2 separate regions of the Choristoneura fumiferana genome follow, and region 2 is linked to region 1. The links are chromatin contacts, called in public Hi-C maps. All regions are on one chromosome and are shown on one strand. Each heading gives the region's core, a stretch centred on a gene start, on an enhancer-like site or on the middle of the called end of the contact. The rest is flanking DNA. Distances are from core to core; before and after follow the strand shown. Region 1 holds the start of Capr (Cell cycle associated protein caprin family member). Region 2 holds the start of LOC141444185 (TIP41-like protein).

What was found. Hi-C and Micro-C count contacts between places; a contact is called where the count stands out from the background.
Region 2: a Hi-C map of whole pupa shows a contact between it and region 1, with 4 times the contacts expected there. The contact joins the promoter of LOC141444185 here to the promoter of Capr in region 1. A contact is called at or near these places in 2 of 2 Hi-C or Micro-C datasets (both in whole pupa).

What each region holds. Positions count from the first base shown.
Region 1 is chr2:13,761,511-13,767,037 of NRCan_CFum_1, forward strand. Capr (Cell cycle associated protein caprin family member) reads right to left here and starts at 2,814. Exons shown (of 4, transcript XM_074109492.1): 1 at 2,573-2,814; 2 at 331-513. The coding sequence starts at 2,695. It overlaps mtSSB (mitochondrial single stranded DNA-binding protein), which reads left to right and starts at 3,678. Exons shown (of 3, transcript XM_074111370.1): 1 at 3,678-3,860; 2 at 4,151-4,241; 3 at 5,248-5,527. The coding sequence starts at 3,843.
Region 2 is chr2:13,980,811-13,986,337 of NRCan_CFum_1, forward strand. It overlaps LOC141444185 (TIP41-like protein), which reads left to right and starts at 3,049. Exons shown (of 6, transcript XM_074109654.1): 1 at 3,049-3,200; 2 at 3,278-3,435; 3 at 4,176-4,355; 4 at 5,204-5,417. The coding sequence starts at 3,186. It overlaps Drp1 (dynamin related protein 1), which reads right to left and starts at 2,630. Exons shown (of 16, transcript XM_074109626.1): 1 at 2,371-2,630; 2 at 1,941-2,085. The coding sequence starts at 2,472.

The DNA.
Region 1 (5,527 bases), core at 1,564-4,063:
CGCCCATGGACAATTGGACACCCATAACACAAGTTGAGTTATGGATGCATTGCTGGCCTTAAGCTTAGCATGTTTTAAGGTTAGACTTATACTGTAGGCAAATAAGGACAAAAATTTCAAGATATTGCAAATATTCATTTTGCCAAGACATTTGGTTGTTTTGTAAACCAAAAAATTAACTTTTAGAGCTAGCAGCAATTTCATAGATTATTACTCAATATTTTATTAATAAAATGGAATTCTGAACACAGGGGTTTGGTTTTGTTCCAGAACTCTTAACATCATTATCATAATATAAAAAAAAAAAATACCTTAATCTATTATACATACCTTTTTTGCTTGCTTTTTAGCTTCCCTCTCTGTTGAGATAGCAATAGACGTAATTTGCTTGGAGAGTTCTCGAGCAAACTCTAATGTCTGGGCCACCTCATCATACTTGGCAACTGCTATCTTCTGATCAGCATTAAGTTCTTTGCCAGACTTTTGTAAGTCTCTGTAGGATGTTAACTTACTCTAAAAGAAAACAAAAATACAACAATTAAGTTGCTGTTTGTTCAGTTTTTCTTAACAGGCACGAAAGAGATTAAACAATCAACTAATGATTAAATGTGCCGTAAGTTCACATTACTTAATTTGGCTGTGAAGGGTTACTTTGGTCCTTGGCTTGGTTAACTTGGTCTTGGTTTTATTATTGCTTTGCAAATATGGCTCTTTGCCATGTGGTTGGTGTAAATTAATTGATCATATTTTTATGTTTGATTGTTTTTATTGGACCCTACTTTATGTGGCTTTTATATGGGCCAATGTTACTCTCCAATGGGTCCCAAATTACTCAGATATTGTCATTCCATATCCATGCATATAAGCATATAATATCCCAGGACCCAGACCAATTGCCAATACAAGATTATTTGCTTATGCATATTATTATTTCCTGTAAATGTAAGGGACATAAAAAACAAAGGTTGTACTTGAGAGATTGGTAAACATACTTTATATCTATTAAATTTCCAAGACTCATATAGTCAGATCAGACTTTCCTAATTTTCATACAAAATATCTGGGAACTCAAGGTTCACAGGCAAATTCTCTAGCAGAATTATCAGTTTATACTAAATCAGATATTTGGTTAATTATTTACCTAAACTTCAGTTTGACAGGTTAACATGGATATGCTATAAGGTTTTAAGGTTGCTAGAAATACCTACCTACATACAACATTTCATAGAACTCATTGAGTTTAACATTCTTAAATAATACTTGTAAGAGGTTATTCATTGCCAAACAAGTCTCCTTATTAATGTAATTCTTTGTTAATTAAAATGCCAATCCCAATGACACATTTTATTTACAATAAAACTAGGAAAACTTGTATAGTCATAGCAGCCTTAACTACTCATGGAAGAAAATGTCCATATTGATTTGTCATGATTATACATATCTGAGACTTATTGAAACATATACCTAACTGGTTTATTCAGCCAGGTGTTGCTTTGTTGTTGTTTTAAAAATAAATGAATTGAATACCAAAAAATCATCTCCAAATGCAAATAGTAGTCATACATTTGTTGTTGATATGTCTATTTGTCAATAATTAGTTACTTTTAATAACGCAAATGTGCTTGAACTAATAGAATGATCAAATTTCAGTGCAGTAGCCTAGCCACCTGTTTTCCTGCAGTTCTAAGCATTTAACAGATCTAACTGGACACTGTATTGTTTGACATCTCTTTCAGACAGTGTGATAGAAGTGGTCAAAACAATAAAGATGCCAAGTGTGTTGGACAATAAGGCCTCTGTGTCTATTAGCATAAAATAGTGCATAGCAGTGGTTTCTATAAGTATTGCAAACAGTTAATTGTGTAGCTTAAAAGTGGAAAAGATAAGATTGGACTTAACCAGTTTTAAATAAGTAGATCAGAATAGTTGAAAAGTTGAAATCATAACATTGAAAATATACATATTTTGAGGGATTTTTCGAATCGAAAAAGTGAACTTTCAATTCAACCCTGGTTATGATAAAAACCCTGTAGATTTCTTCAATACCAAATAATGAAAATGTCGTGTTTGGATTAGTATGACTCAAAGTACTCATAAACATGTTTTCACATGTTGTATTGTGGACAAACAAAGGCATCTTAGTCTTTCACCGGCACCTGGTTTCGATATCTACTCTTTTATCATAATGGTGCAATCATCAATATCAACATCATGTTATTATCAACAAAATCCACAAATACAATAGTAGTTTAAATAAAGCACCGGGAATTTACAACACGTGTTACTTTATTTAAAGGTGCCGGTTTAAAAAAGTGAGTGCTCCCCATGTTTGAGGACTCGTTACGTTTCTCTTTTGTATCGTCAACACTGAGCACATGTAAAAATGGCGTCAGCGATTCACGGCACCTTTATCCGCTTGATTTGGGGTCTAAATCACGAAAGATTTCTCGATTCAATCATGCATGATAATAGAGATATTTTATAAACAGTAGATAACTAGGAAGTATTTTACAAATGGTATACAAATGCGAGTGGGTGTTGGTATTGTGGAGTAAATTAGCAATATACATACCTTTCTTTTCTCCAAATTACGAATCTTATGCTCAATTATCGTCATGACTTGTCGTACTGGTGAATTATCCGTGGCCTCCGAAGAGGCCGGCTTTTCGGACTTGGGATTCGCAGCTGAAGGCATCCTTCACAGGCAACAACTTTTCCAGGATTGAGTATGGTGGTGGTTTTTGGAGTTATAACTTTACTATATATAGATAGGTATAACCACAAACACAACTGTCAACGAAACCAACGAATGAAAAAAAGGAAAACGACGCACGTACATTTTTGAAACTTGCAACATTATTTTTAGGCCGATTAACATATAGATATACACAAAACTGATTGCACTTTTGCTCTAGCTAGATACAAACAACCTTTCTGATATTTATTTTATTTTATTTTTAATTTACATTTGCGATCTAATTTTGATAAGGAAGGGTCAGGATAGGAAGTATTTTTGTCAGACTTTAGTGATAATATGCGCCGACGTTTAGCGAATATTGAAAATCGTTTATTGTTTGTGGTTGGTAATTCCTGTATTGCCAGTGTAAAGTTTTAAAACTAAACGCAATGTATCAGGGCTTTAAATACCGTTAAAAAGTGGTAACGTTACCAACTGTCAAACCGATTTAACGTTAAATGATAATTAACGTTAAACGATTTACCGTTACTTATACAACTTTTTACCGGTATAAAAAATGGGAACGTTATCAGCTATTCATTAAATTAACTTTATTTCAAAAGTATCGTTAAATCATTTTAACGGTATTTATATTACTATTTACCGGTAAGCTTGAGTAACGTTAAATGGCAGATTATCCTCATTTATCGAGCGAGTATGCACGCGCTAAATTAGCAAAATTACCGATAGTGTTACTTCGGTATCGTTATAATAATAATGTGAATTGGGTAAAGTTAACAAGCCCTACAATGTAAAGTAAATTTACCGGTAAAAATAACGGTAATTAGGTAACGTTAAATAATGTTAACATATCAATTAACGTTAAATTTTAATATCGGTACTAGGTATTTTTATGTTTTTACCGTTATTTAACGTTACTTATAGTGTGAATTTAGTAACGTTAACAAGCCCTGCAATGTGTGGCGTTTAGGTTTTTTTTTTGTTACATTACTTACATACAAACAAACCACAGACAGAGTACATTTGAAAAATAATAAACTAGTTAGTTTTAGTTAACTAACTTAGTGTGACTTTTGCTGATCCACTCAACGGAATAATATATTTTCTGTTAAGATTCATTGCTAAACCATCTTTAATTTGCATCATGTTTCGCCTTCCGAGTGTAAGTACCTTTGCAATGAACCTTTTTTTATTCAGTCCTGATTGATTACCACATATTTCTTGTTCACCGGTAGGCACTCGATAATAACCGTGAATACAAAAACAATGCTTTTATTCATTTCCCGCGAATATTGCTTCATGCAGTCATTTTAATCTAGTTAGTTCTTTTTTACTAATATATTCCCAAGGTAAGCTTCAGCTTGATAAATTCTTCGTTTGATAGGTTATACGAACATGAGACTGGAAAAAGCGTTTTTTGTAATAATACAAATACTTGCTTTTGTATTTTAGATAATAGGTGGCATAAGTCAATCAATCACCGCCAAATATTCGGCAGTTCATACGACAGCTTTACGCTTTGAATCACAAAAAACAGAAAAAAGTAAGTACCTTCTTTTGCACACCGCAATAGACATTAGCGGACATCGGAAGTTATCGGGGCTATTAATTTTTAGACACCATTGTGTACCAATAGAGAAATCTTTCTCCAGGTGGATGTTATTGGCTAAATTAAATTGTTTGTATGTTGATAAACTCACATATCTTTACTTACTTCTCTTATACTTTGCTCCTAAAGTGGTGATCACATTCTGCTTCAAATAAAATATAAGTTTTCTAATAATGTAATACCTTTATTAATATCACCTGGGTTAATATTGCAGCAGCTGCGATCACAAGTAGACTGCACTTGAGTGAGAGTAAATTAAGTCCCGGGTGATATTAATTGTAAGTGAGAATTATGAAAGTTTAAAACACAACAATATAGCTTTTGCTGATTATACCACAAAAATCTATTTTGACTATTGATATCAAAATTATTTGGATACGCAGATGGGTAGATGCACTGTATATTTAATGTATTTAATTTTCTCTAATGCCAAGTAAGACAGTAAAGAAGAACAACCTATTTAAACTGAATGCTCCTCTCATCCACTCAAAGGTTGACTGGTAGAGATCCCTTAAAGGGATAAGTTCGCCTTTGTACATATATCTCAATGTTTGTCAATTGTGTTTGTTACTTATTTTGTACAATAAAGAGTTTACATACATACATACATACATAAATTCTGTTTAATTCATCGAATAAAAGTAATTATCAGATATTTTTGTTATCTCTATTATACCTAGTGCCATCCATGAAGCCGCGTGATTTTGTCAAAATTAGACATTAATGAAATTGTAATAAGACTCATGGCACGCATCATCGTGAATGACTACCTATAGAGGGTCACTTCACACTGAGGGTGTTTTGTGAAGAAGTATTGATGAGAGTTTAAGGTGTATGTATACTAACTTGTTATCTTTTGCCCCAAAAATTGGAGATGTCTGGACATCATTTTTAAAATATTTTTAATGTTTTTGCTAACAACAACTTTTTATGTCCATAGCTATAAATCAAGTAACTCTGCTGGGAAGAGTTGGAGCTGATCCTCAGAAAAGAGGCACTGAAGCACACCCAGTTGTAAATTTTCCACTTGCCACTCATTTCAACTATAAATATGAGTCTGGTGATATGTTGCATAGAACAGATTGGCACCGAGTAAGTGTATTTAGGCCTGGCCTAAGGGACACTGTGTATAAATATCTTAAGAAGGGCCAAAGAGTATATGTTACTGGTAAACTATCCTATGGTGAAATTAAAAGTGACGATGGACAAGTTAGAACTGC
Region 2 (5,527 bases), core at 1,799-4,298, 220 kb after region 1:
AGTCATGTTTTTATCATCCACTCCAATATATGTATGTTTGTATGTATAATTCTTTATTGTACATAAAACACATAACAAGTAACAGATTACAATGAGAAACAGATGTATAGAGAAGAAGAAGAGGCAAACTTATACCATAAAGGGATGTCCATCCATGGTACTGACTAGCTGACTATATTTAAAAAAGATAGTTTGATGAAGGGCAATAACAAAACAAAAAACTATGTTGTCAAATGACATAGTTCAACATTGTGTTTCAATAGAATACTATTTATAATATGAATGACATTACAAAACAACAGTTTACAGAATGTTGTGAAATAAAGTAAGTTGAAAAATGATAATGAATGACATTAGTAGACATTAAGGCAGACCCCAGACCTACTGACTCTGTTCTGATTACTTCTGATTCATTTCTATTTTCGAAGACTAAGATCAAAATAGAAACTGTGTTCATTATCACAAACATGAGGGCCAGCCAGAATATTCTGATTGGCAATACTGTAGATGGTTTGCTGACTGGGCATTCCTGCCAAACCGGGTCTGTAGAAGTGTCACAAGTGATACATTTTGTATTGCATTCTAGCCGTCCGGTTTAAATTCTTTCCTGTTCTAGATAGAATAGAATCGGTATGTCTGTGGCCGGTCTAAAAACCAGCCAACAGCATCCAAATTAGTTTGAATACCAACCTGATGAAAATAAAGAATTGGATAGCTGAGATATGGGGTTCCATGAAGCTGGCACTGTTGTCTGCAGTCTTAAGGCTATGTATAAATATAACAGTCAATTCTACACACTATCATAATTGACCAAAATGAAGGGTTTTACTGTTACCCCTGTTAAGTACCCTAAAGTAATAGTATAATTACTTGAGTTAAACTGTTATTGCATCCAGTTATCCTTAGTTTAGCCTGAATTTTTGAAGATTCCTATGACAGATTATGTAATGCTGTCTTTGTTTGTTTAGTCCAAATAAACAAAGTCATCATCACATTTATCTATCACATAGAATTTATCAATGAGTGATGAAACAAGCCCTCAACCAAGAAGTTTTGGCTAAAAATCTTATATCTAATTCAAGCTGTATTTGCTGGAAGTACTTTTTATGCACTATAATTTTCAGATATACCTACCTACTAAATTTCAAGTCTATCTAACACCTTTAAATCAGCAATTCTTGTATATACATAATCAGAATCTCGGAAACGGCTCCAACAATTTCGATGAAATTTGGTATGTGGGGGTTTTCAGGGATGAAAAATCAATCTAGCTCGGTTTTATCTCTGGGAAAACGCTTATTATCGAGTTTTAGCCTGAGCAAAGCTCGTTCGCCCAGGCACTTAGAGTACTATGAGTGAAACTTTAACTGCAAGATTAATTTAAATCAACTAATGCAAACAAACCAAATCAACAACAAATGGTAGACATTGTTAAGTGTAAAACTATCTAAAATAAAAAATCCTTATTTAACAAAAAGGCACAAAAGGTCTTGTAAGAAAACATTGAATAAAGGGCATACTGATCAAAAAAATTAAAATCAACACAAATAGATAACATACTTGTTAAGATCAATAATTTTCAATTCATGCTGACTTTATAACCTACATTGATGCCAACTAATAGCAAGCAGTTATTGAGATGATAGACACAATAGCACAATCATTGGATTATTATGTGTTGGCATTGAAGAATCACAAAGGCACAATAAAACCGATGTTGCATGACATAAAAATTGAAAACATTCTTTGTACCAAGATTTGCATTATCAACAAAGTCAGGGTTAAACAAGCCAATGAATTAAAAAATTAGGTCAATAACATTAAATGTTCTTTTTTCACATAAAAAGCAAAACACAAAACACAAGTCTAATTAGTCTTACAAATTATGAATATAGCAACTAGCTAGTGTACATAAATAAGGTACTGAGAGGCGTCCTTACCTTCTTCAGCAGATCGGTGTTCCTTGCTATCTTTGGGGCTGTATACTAGCTGTAAGATGAGGGGCCGCCGAGTAACGATGCCCGTACCACGGGGCAGAAACGAGCGCCCAACTAAACTCTCGATCACGGAACTCTTCCCTGAACTCTATCATTAAGGAAAAATAACTTTATTAATAAGTTATTAACTAACAAGATCATTGGAATGAAAAGAAAGTACAGTTTCGCATGCAGTGTTAGTAACGATGTCCGTTAATGAGACTGGACAATGGTCAATGACAGCAGTTAGCCAGTTCACTGAAATTAAATGGGGACAAAGAACTTTGTGACATAACAACCAATATCTTGAAGGCCAGGGCACATGGCTCTTTTATATCAATTTTTCAATTAAGTATCATTCACGTTGTTACGCAACAACAAGAAAAATATGTACCTGTGTTCCTAAAACTATGATTTGAGGTAACTGGATGGCATCTGCTCCGACCGTATTAAAAACGTCTTGTAATTTATTTATAACAGGTATAAGTGCTTCCATAATTAGCTAAAGGATTTAATACACTCAGGAAATGTAATTACGTTGTGATTTTAAGTTCAATAAAGACCGAAAATATTGTTCCAACGAACTTTTAGCAAAACACAATAACACGACCGGTAAAAATCGGCCATATTGATTTCAGAAATTTGACACAGGGTTGCTGTTGTGAAAAATATTTGTCTCCTTCTCCTGTTGGAGGACTTGGAGGTACACAGCGAAAGTTCACGCTATAACATCGTGTATCACCGCGCGTCACGAATAGAGGGCTTTATTGCTTTAAAGCGAACTCTATCGATCCCTTTACAACACAAAGAAGGATTAGATTCAATAGGTGGTGCCAGATAATAATAAAATAAAAAACAAAAATGTAACCAATCATACATAAACCCGGATTTTTAAACCCACGGACTGACAAGGAATTAGTTATTATCAATTGTGAGATGTAATTTTTTTTTCTGGGTAGTTAATGTTTTGCCCTATGGGCTAATGTGACAAATTTGTACGTTGCCCGTTTCAAAAAAAAAAAAAAAAAAAAATGTATAGTCTGTGCTCGCTTGCTATCCTATCTGTCAAAGTGCCAATGTCCTCCTCTATCTATCAAAATTGACTTGACAACTTCTTGACTGACAAGCCAGCCAGCCAAAGCCAGAAAATATTAAAAATCAAACCTTTAAATATTCTTCTTAAAAACTACCAATTCAATTTCTAAGACAATGCTTACTTTACAGGTCAGTTGTGTTTAATTCTTGCAAGGTTTTTTAATGTCTCAGAACGTTCACCATTACCTACAAAATTCATGTTACAGGAGACAAGCGTCGATGCTAGGCGGCATCCCAGTAATTTGAACTCGATAGAGTTCGGTCCGTGGCATATATCTTACGATATGAGCTGTATCCTGCCCAGCATGTGTTCAACGAAAGTTGTTTGCGAGAGGAATGATGATCAATTTTGCCAATTTTGTATGTAAGTATGCTATGCTATGCTGCTTGTTAGCAAGATTCTGGGCGGATTTTAAGATGCTTTATAAGGCAAGTAAGGCGTGAGATGAGAAAATTCGTTACTTATAGATTGAGACATTACCTACAATTTCATACTTTTTTCAGTAATTAGACTAATTTAGACAGTATTTATACCTGAAATAAAAATAAGTTTTTGAGAAAACTAAATATTATAGACACTTTCTTTATAGATTGACTTGATTATTGCATTGTCATTGAAGCTCTGTAATAAATGTACCAAGTTTCAAGTGAATCAAATCATTGGAAGTGAGTTTAATTGCAATAAAAAGATGTTAATTTTAAAAATAGGTAATTTTCGTTTACCTATTACTTTGCTTGATGATAGCATCAATGTTCAAGAATTTCCAAACAACCAAGAGGGAATAATGTTACAAGCACAAACAAAACAAATGTGGTAAGCAGTTTTTTCTGTTCATTGTGTAGCTGATATGCTTGCCACTAGGTTTACTTGATAACACATGTAATGAACAGAGAGAACACTTGACTCTAGGGGTGTGTAGTCATAGCTGGGCCTTTAAAATAACTAAGTTTCAAAAGTTTGCACACGAAGTAAAGTAAAAGTTGTGTACTTCATATTTTGTAATAGACTCATTAGAAGTTAAGCCACACTGCTTTAGCAGGCATGTTCTAAATTTAATTTGTAGTTTGCTTTTTAATCTGTGTAGTGGTAATTTTTTTTTTCAGATACTGTAAAGAGCTTAGCATCCCACATTTTCCTGACATGGTGTTTCCCAAGAACAATTTGTCATTGACACACCAAAATGGTGCTAAAATCAGTTTTAACCCTTTGGATGCTCTAAAACTTGTGGCTTGTACTGTTGACGCTATTGAGGTGTCTTGTGCTGAAGTGTGGCAAGAGGCTAGGTAAAAAGCTATTTAATTTATATTTTTAAATAGATGGTTACCTACTAGATAATACCTGTGACTTTAAACTCAAACCATCCAGATAGGCACAACCTATAAGTACTTTGTTTTTTTAGCATTAGAAAGAAAGTAAGCGATCTTGACATGTCTTTTTATTGAAGAAACATTTTGAAAAATAGGTCACAGCAAATATGTAACAAATAGCAAGGGCATATAATAATTTACATGCTCTTGGCATCATAAGTAATAGTTACTGTTTTTTCAAAAACGTTTTTCAATACAATGACTTGTCATATTGTTTACCCTTTTTCCAATGCTAAAAAAAAACAAAGTATAGGGCTTCTCAAGGCTAGAGTGAATAGGCTTTTACTGAATCAGTGTAATATGTACATCTTTTGGCTTCATCTACACTTTTCATCAGGTGAGATAGGTGTCAATGATGGGCCAGTTTTATGTAAAAGAAAAACATGAGTTTTTTTAGAAGCTTATATTTTAACAAGGCTTTAGTACACCAAATGTGACTATGTCAGCCTCATGGGGAACCTCAGATGCATGTTACACTCTCCCTTGTACCGAAACCTAGTCTCTGGATGCAAAGGCCCGTCTAATGAACTTGTATCACCATAGTTTCTTCTGAGTGGTCAGAGAGAGAATCAAAATCATAAGTTAAATTGAATTTCTAGGATTTTACTATATTTAGTTGAAATTTTGGAATTTTGGCTGTTGAACTTTATGGTACTTAACCACTGGACTTTTTTCTTTTTCTTCAACATAGTCAGGTTTTTGTTTTTAAAATTTATTTCTTATTTTTAATATTTGAATGAAGCTTGAATTTTTATTTTATTTAGACCAGATGCAACAAAGAAGAAAAAATCTTTTGACTGGACTTTTTCTACAAACTACCAGGGGACCCTGTCTGATAATATAATTGTAGAGCCCTCGGAGGAGGGTATTAATTTTGAATTGTTGAAGCAAAAAGATCAGATATTATTCTATCATGATTTAACATTGTTTGAGGATGAACTGCATGATCATGGAATATCCAAATTGTCAGTCAAAATTGTAAGTATTTTTTTTTTTTTTGTGTAATCATATACTTACACCTCTCCATTTCTTCCGTGGATGTCGTAAGAGGCGACTGAGGATATAGGTTAAGGTATACCGTAGACGAC